2 separate regions of the Gossypium hirsutum genome follow, and region 2 is linked to region 1. A link is a contact called in public Hi-C data. All regions are on one chromosome and are shown on one strand. The core of a region is the stretch at or near the end of the contact, and the rest is flanking DNA. Distances in the headings are between cores, read along the strand shown. Region 1 has its middle 11 kb from the start of LOC107888623. Region 2 holds the start of LOC121221115 (binding partner of ACD11 1).

Region 1 (4,212 bases), core at 1,050-3,549:
TAAAATTTGAGATAATAGATACGATAGTTAATAATTATTTTGATGAATTTAAATGTATTAATTAAACGTAATAAATTATCTAATATGAATATAGTAAAAAGGACACTTAAGATATTAGTTAACAAAATACACCATTATTAAAGTTATTGATTAAGTTAATGTCACAAATTAACTAGACACCAACTCAGATTAAAAAAAATTTAAAAAAATTCAAATGAAAAAAGATGGATTAATAACCTTATAAGAGAAATTTAATATTTATAAAAAAAAACTAAATATTCACTCTTCTACTTTTTCTCTCTAATTTTTTTAATTAATTATTTACATTTTTATTTTTTATCAATAATCATTATTTTTTTTAAAAGATCATAAATTAAATATTTTTTTTCTAAAGTTAGATTGATGAATGAATATTTGGATTAAATATTTTGTGTATATATATTGTTATATAACTATTTTTTATTTTATATTCAAATTTATTAACAATAGTTGGACTATACTAAATATAATTAATTTTATTTTTTTCTATTACATTAGAAGAATACAAAAAAATATCTTATATATTGATAATGAATTTTTTTATATTTTATATCTAAATTAAAAAAAAACTAATTAGTAGTAAAGGGTTCTTTTTTTTTTTCCTTTAGTTTCTTCTTTTTGCTTGAAAGGATTAGAATTAAGCTTAATTACTACTCCAAAGATTTATCACTTAATCCTCTAAGTTAGGGGTAAAGGTGATTATGAATCAAGCTGAATTAGATTTAGATTCATTCATCATAAATATTTATCCAAGGTCAATTGAATCCAATTTACTTCTTTTAAATTGATATCTATGTTTGGATTTGAACAAAATAAATAAAAATTAAAGAGTAGGTACACTAGTCTCCTAATGGGAAGGAAATAAATATGTTGATTTTCATGTAGTGTAGTAGAAAAGAAAATGGAGAACAAGGAAAAAGACACTTAGGTAAATCTTTATTTATATAGATAAAGCTTGAGCTCCTCTATACCATATATATATATATATATATATATAATTTTGGGATTTAAAGTTAATTCATTACATATTAATGGAAGCTAAAACTATTTGAAGAAATTTATTTATTTTAGCATGGAATATTTTTATTTACAATTATTTTCATTATCCTCAAAACCTCTTTTATATATATTAGTTAAAAAAAAGTAAGAAGATAATGAAAAATAACTATCAATAATTGATAATCTTTGACTCTAAGAAAAAGAACATTAATTTTGTTTATTATATTGTCTATGCTTAGTGCTTACACCAATTTGCATTACTCTAAAATTACCCACTAGTGTCAAAAAAGTGTACTTTTTGTAATTTAAAGGGTGAAAAATGTATTCAAAATTTTAGTGGAATTTTTAAAATTAAGTAAAGATTATAATTATATTATATTTGATATAATTAATCTTGTTTTTAAAATTATTTATTTTTTAAATTTTATTTTATTAATTTTAATTTTTTTTTTGTATATTTTTTATAAAAATTAAATATAAAAATTTGGATATCTCATTCTTTTAACAAAAAAGAGATAATTTAATTTTAAAATAAAATCAATTTAACATTTTTCAACATTAAATGATACATGTCTATTTAACAACGAGAAATTATTTTATGGACCCTTCCAACCACATCATCTATTGTCCCTTCCCAATCATTTAATGTCATTTCAGCAATTTTTTTCATGTCATTAACACATAATTTTGATAATTTTTTTACCCTGGACCTCAAATCTTGAACCCAAAAATTTGAACCCTAAACCTGAACCTTGAACCCAAACTCAAACCCGAGGTTCAAGGTTCAAGGTTTAAGTTTAGGGTTCAAGGTTTGAGTTTGGATTTGAGATTCAAGGTTCAGAGTTTGAGTTTAGTGTTTCGAGTTCAGGGTTTAAAGTTTGAAATTTGAGTTTAGGGTTGGAGGTTCAATATTTAGGATTCAGAGTTTAGGGTTCATGGTTCGATATTCAAGATGAAAATAATTCCAAAATTATGTATCAGTGACATGGAAAAATTTGCTAAAAGGATATTAAATAATTAAAAATAGACCATAGATGACATGGTGGAAATAGTACATAAAATAATTTCTCATCTAACTACTTATTTTATTTAAATTTTTAAAAATATTTAATAAAATTACCAAATACATTTAAGAAAATATCATTTCATTGAAAATAAAAAAAATTCAATAATTTATTAAACATCCCCTAAATTTAAGAAACATTATAAGGCTTGGGGATCTGGGTTGGACTAGTGTGGAGTGAGTTCACAATAGGCTAAACCCATGGCTGAGACCAGTTTGGTCCCATAACTAAGTTAGGGTAGAAGGCTAGGCTTAGCCCATATAACCTACTTGGTTGGACTTTCGTCTTTAATTGGATTTTATTTAGGTAAAAACTAAATTAGAAATGAAATTTCTTAATTAAATTGACTATAATAAATAAATTTATGTTTTTTTATACCATACTTATTTCAACACATTGTTGTACGCAAAACAGATTGTGGCACTGAGGGATTTCTATGAGTCCTCAAAAGAGGACGCTTATGGAAACAATTTTTATTCAAATATTAATTGGTCGTGTATTAATAGACGATATATATATGGGTCCGCGGTGCATTGCCATTCGAAATCAAGATATTGGGCTTAGGCTTGTCGATCGATTCAGAGCCTTTCAAACACAATCAATATCTACTTGAACTCCCTTTACTTGTAGGAGTACATATTGAATTTTTCGATTATGTTATGGTCGGAGCCCGACTCGCAGTGACCTAGTTGAAGTGGGAGACTATATATAATTTCTCTCGAACTCTTATAATTAGAGAAAAATTATACTTAAATACGTAAAAACTCATCTCTCTTTATTGTTACAATAACAAAAGTATTAATCGAAATAAATTGATGAATTTATATTTTTAAATGTTGAATCAGAAATTGATTAAATATATATATATAAAATTATAACTTGGGATGGTTTGATCCAGTTGATGTCTAGGACCTGACCCATCACTTTGACAAGAATTCAAAACTAAACCATCAAATACCACAATACAAAATTTTGATATACACAAATTAATCTGTCATTAGCTTAATTAGAGAAATGATAATAAAAATCTAATTTTATATATAAATTTGTAAAAATGTTTACTCTTTTATATTTTTAATTAAAATTTATAAATAAACTTATTTAAAATATTAACTATACTTTTTAATCATCAAAATATCTTTTGTTAATTTAGTTCTTATTTCTTTTTTTGAGCTAAATTTGATATTCAACCTTTTAAAAAAAAGTCAAATCGTGTTTTTAACGAAAATGTTGACTAAAAAGTTATTATTTTTAAGAATGTTGATTGGCAACCCATATGTTAGTTTACGAATACTTCATGCTAACATGACACTATTTGTTTTATGTGTCACACCAACAAATAATTTCAAAATTATAAAAATATTCAAAATAAAATAAAAGGTCCACAAAAATTCAAAAAAAAATACACATGGAGTGTCAATGTGTCATGTGGCCTACCATGTTTAAAAATTTAACGTTTAAGCCAATAGTTTCTGTAAGAAAACAACATTTCGAGTCTTTTTGAAAGATTGATGATCAAATACAACTATTTTTAAAAGGGTTAGGGCTAAATTTAGTTAAAAAAAATTAAGAATGATCAAATTGACAAAAAAATATAAACACTAAAAGCTAAATTTATCATTATACTATTATAATATACGAAAATATCAAGAAAGAATATCCATGTATAAGAAAATTTTAAAAATATATACACAAAGAGACAGGCAATTATCAATATTGGACCATTTAATCAAATAATGGTAATAAACAAAATTCAGCCAAAATTAGGAATATAAGAGTCTTGTCTGTGATTGATAAAACATGGGATTTGGTTGGTTTCACTTCTAATCTTTTAAGATGAGATTTGCTTTTATTCTAATAATACTAACCTCATGGTTTTCAGATATTGTTGCTTTAAATGTTAACAAAACCTTTCTCTCCACTTCTATTTGGGAATCATCATTGTAATAATTGGTGAACATTACCAAGTGTGTAGAACCCTCAATCATTTTCTTTTCTTTTTTTCTTGACTAAACTCACTGATTTTGAGCCATTAATGATGAGGTTTTTGGACTTTGAATGTTGATGGGTAGTCAGTGAGTTTAGTAATTCAGGTTTATTATAGGTTTAT
Region 2 (4,212 bases), core at 828-3,327, 88 kb before region 1:
CTAAGCAGATGCTGTTAAAGAGACTTGTGTCCACATTTAATCAGGTCGTAGATACCAAGTATCTCATAATAAAGCATTTCAGACAAAAGAACTCTTGCTTCTGACTTTTCCTAAAATAAGTACAATAAGTAAAATTAAACAGCTTGATCATAAAAAAACATTGATTTTCCATAAACAAACAAGATTAAGATTATCAATGATCCAACAAGAAATCAGTTCAGACAAAAGACTTCTTAGCTTTTGTCTTTTTCTTTTAGCCCTCAAAGAAAAAGTAAATTTGTAAGCACTCATTAGCTCAAGAAATATGTCACAAGCATGGAAAAATGGAACTTGCAGTAAATTCGTACAGAATTAAGAATCATATTCATTAATAGCATCAGAAATATCAAGTACCAAACAAGAAAGCATTTCAGACAAAAAGAGCCCTCGCTTTTGACATTTTTCCTAAAGGAGTTGACAAACAATAAGTAAAATTAAACAACTTGAACGTAAAATCTTCCTTGATTCAAGAAACTTGTCACCATAAAGGAACTTGCTGCTAAGTACATTTGTACGGATGAGAGAAATTCTACTCAAAAACATTGATTTTCCACAAAAACCGAGATTGAGATTACCAATTATCCAACAAGAAATCATTTCAAGCAAAAGATTTTGTAGCTTTTGACTCTTTTCCCCCCTCAACAACAAATTTGCAAATGCACAACAAATATGAAAAAAATCATGAACATACAACATCATAGAGAGTGATTTTTGGGGTTTAGTCCAAAACCAGAAACAGAGAAGCAACAGATACCTGATAATTTCAATATGCACAATTGCACCACAGTATGCGAAAAAGTCACAAAGATCCTTCTCGGTAGCTTTTGGAGATAAGCTCGTAATTTCAGCCGTGTAACCTCCAGGGTACATTGTCTTAAACTGAGATAAAATCAGCCAAAAAAGAACCTATTTAAAGGTATTTAAATAAAATTTTAGAAGCACACATAGAAGTAGCTTGATAATGCAGATATCATCATTGTTCATTCAATACTTTATAATTCCGAAACCACAGCAATCCCAAGGTACAAGGATACTTATGGATGATTTTGAGGTAAACAGTTCTCAGTGGTCATAACAGCCAAGCTCTCTCATCGATAGATCGTTTCATAGGTATAAAATGAAAGCCAAAAATTCATGGGTTCTTCTAAAGTCAAATGAAAAATACTAATATGGTTGCTGATTTTCTAGCATTGATTAGCCTTATTTCAACATTAACATAATTAAAGATGCCAAAGCTATTTTACCAAACTCAGTAATCCCAAGTAAGGTGCCTTAATCTACTCCAAGATCTGCTTGAATACACCCCAATTAATCTTAGTTCAAGTCAAAAGTAAAAAGGGGATGAGTTTTAGGGACAGCCATAGCCCATATAATCCTCCAAAGTGAAAACTTTAAATTGGCTTTCATTGTAAACAATGTAAACTTTAAGCAAGATTATCGAACTTTTGGCTAAAGTTCAAAAAAGGGTTCAACCTACAATAAAGAATACTGATAAATACCTAACTATATAAGAAAAAAATCCATTTTCAAGCTTCCTTTACGCTTGATGAAAGAAAAAAATATCATGGGGTATCAACAATGGGGGCAATTAATGAGTGATAGAACCAACTTTGTCCACCAAATATCAATTAAAGGTCAGCTTGACACTAATTATTTGGCAAGCATGTATTCATTGAGATTCTTGAAATAAGTGAAACTTATTGAAAACCCAGAAAGTAAAAAAAAGGAAAACTGAATTCATTAAAACCCTTAATGCATTCAAGAAAGTAAAGGAAAAACTGATCAAATAAGGTGAAAAAAAAAACTGGGTATCACTGAATTTGCTAGAAAAGAAGGAAAATTGAGAAAAGATTGAAGCTTTATAAAAATTATGATACATTTACATACCTGTTTTTTAGTTGTTGATGATGATGAATCAGATGATTAAGAGCTTAAGCATGGGAAAGAAGGGGAAAGAGAGATAGAGACAACTAACCAACATAAACACTGGCATGCTGATCTTTCCAGATAGCTATAAAACCCCCACTCTCACTAATGGAGCGTGCATTTCAACAAAGAAATTTTGTTTGCATTTTAACTTTTACTAAAAAAAAGGGTAAATTTATCTTTATACCTTATTTGTTAAAAACTTCTGTGATTGATGGAATAATTAGATAATTACACGTGGTATAATTATATCTCATTTTGATATATAAGGATAAAAAATGACCAATTTGCTCTTTGATCTAATGTATAAAGACTAATTTGTTTTATTTTTGAAATAGTGAAGACAAAATGTAATATAATTCCTAGTGTCATAGACCCTGTGACACTGGTACAAGGATCTTTATAATACTTTTATCATTTATATTTGATGCACAATAATGTATAAGTCAATAACTCAAATTTTAAATAAAAATAAAAATAAATTACATACATGTTCTATTTTTATACAAAATTTACATTCATTTTTAATGATTTGTTTATTTGATTTATTAATCGTGCATAATTTATTGGAAAATAAATATTGAGTATAATATTTTGTAAATGACTTTTTTTTCTTTGTTTAGAGCAAAAGAAATTTATAGGAATACGTTGCTTGAATGAAATTTATAATCTATATTTATTATTATTATTATTATTATATATGACTTTAAACTAATAACTTTGTTATTTCTTTAAATGGCGCGTGAAATCATTTCCTTTATAAAGGAGCGTTAACGATCTCTCCCCTAATTGGTTGAGTAAAATGACCATTTAAGCCACGTTGCCGGATTTCCGCTACTCCATTGGCCGGGAATCTAGTTTTGGCCCCGTAACTGATGCCAGTTAAACGCTACCGTTTAAATACATCTAAAATGTCAAATTTAACCTAAAGCCCCTACATTTTTCTCTATTTCCCTTTCTTACCACTAACTTTTTTAGAATTTCCTTTTACATAAAAAATTCAGATAATCATATCTTTACAAATGGTAATATTTTAAGAATAGTATATGTTAACTCTATTTTAAAATTAGGCATAACAAAAAATTTAGCTCTAAAATTTTTAATTTTTATCTATTTGGCCCATACATTTTTTTTCCTTTATAGTCAACGGAAAAAATCGTTGGTGAAAGAGATTAATTAATGGATTTTTAACATCTAAGAGCTTAATTAGGTACATTTTTCTTGGAGGAGCTGAACCAATTGTAAAGCTCAAATGCATTAAGAGGAGAGTCGAATTGGTGATTAAAATTTTGAGGAAAGATGGCAAATAAAAATTGACACAATGATTTAAAGTAGTTTGATCTCAATTGTCTACATCCACTAGCTTAACTTTTTACAATTAAAGATTTTCCAAGTCCACTAATTTCAAACCTTTTAAGGATAATGCTTAACCTTTATAACACCATCTTTTAAGTAATACGATAAAGCCATTCCCCTTTTAAAGTTTTCTACCCAGAACTTCAAGTAACCTCTCACTAATTTGAGAAGTGAAATTGAAACAAGGAGTACCTCTTAAAGGTTGATATAAAATTATTCAAGCTTACTCGAATAAATTAAAACATTTAAAATAATGAAAGAGAATGAAACCTCAAGTGTGTACAAGGGTAATATGAGAATTACAAATAAAAGATTGAATTTTTGCACAATAAGCTTTGTAAACTTGTTTCTTCTCTACTTCTTGATGTTCTTGAACTATATTTATATCTTCTAAATGAAATCTAGTTGTTTGGAGTAGTTAGAGGGAAAATTGAGCTGTTGAAGACATCTACTCGAGTATTAAATGCAGTTGTAAAGGCTTATATCCCGATACCATGACATTAGGTATTGATACTTTGCTTTAAACAATAAGATCGTTGGAGCTTTAGGTACCAGACCCTTAGGCCATGATCTAGTACCTTAATGTTGAGGTCTAATACTTCCTCATTTGGGGTTCAATACCCCTAAATACCCCAAAAATTACTTGGTTTGCTAGATATTAAACCCAAGAAGGAGGGATCTGATACATAGTCATGTGTATCGACACTTAGGCTAAGGGGTCCAATCCCCTAAAGTCAATGGCTTATTGACTTACAAAGTGCTTTTAAGTTCTTTTCATACTTACAAAAATTTCGAACTGTTTAGCCAAGTTTGAAAATCACTTGAAAACAACTTCTCAAAGGTTTAACATAAAGTTTTACAAAATTTGATGAAGGAAACATTTAAAAATCA

Evidence for each region. A called contact is a pair of places that touch in the nucleus more often than the background predicts.
Region 2: a contact with region 1 is called in a Hi-C map of leaf, with 2.3 times the contacts expected there. The contact joins the promoter of LOC121221115 here to the enhancer-like site in region 1. A contact is called at or near these places in 18 of 34 Hi-C or Micro-C datasets (anther, callus, fibers and 4 more).

Annotation. Positions count from the first base shown.
Region 1 is chrD09:6,088,053-6,092,264 of Gossypium_hirsutum_v2.1, reverse strand. No RefSeq gene overlaps it. Among protein-coding and RNA genes, the nearest start is that of LOC107888623, 11 kb to the right of the region's middle. Within about 2 kb of position 2,299, at least 1 of the 9 cell types and tissues checked has an H3K27ac peak or open chromatin away from gene starts, as enhancers often do. A contact at or near this core is called in leaf, where this site is marked.
Region 2 is chrD09:6,175,833-6,180,044 of Gossypium_hirsutum_v2.1, reverse strand. It overlaps LOC121221115 (binding partner of ACD11 1), which reads right to left and starts at 2,077. Exons shown (of 5, transcript XM_041101616.1): 1 at 1,927-2,077; 2 at 794-918. The coding sequence starts at 909.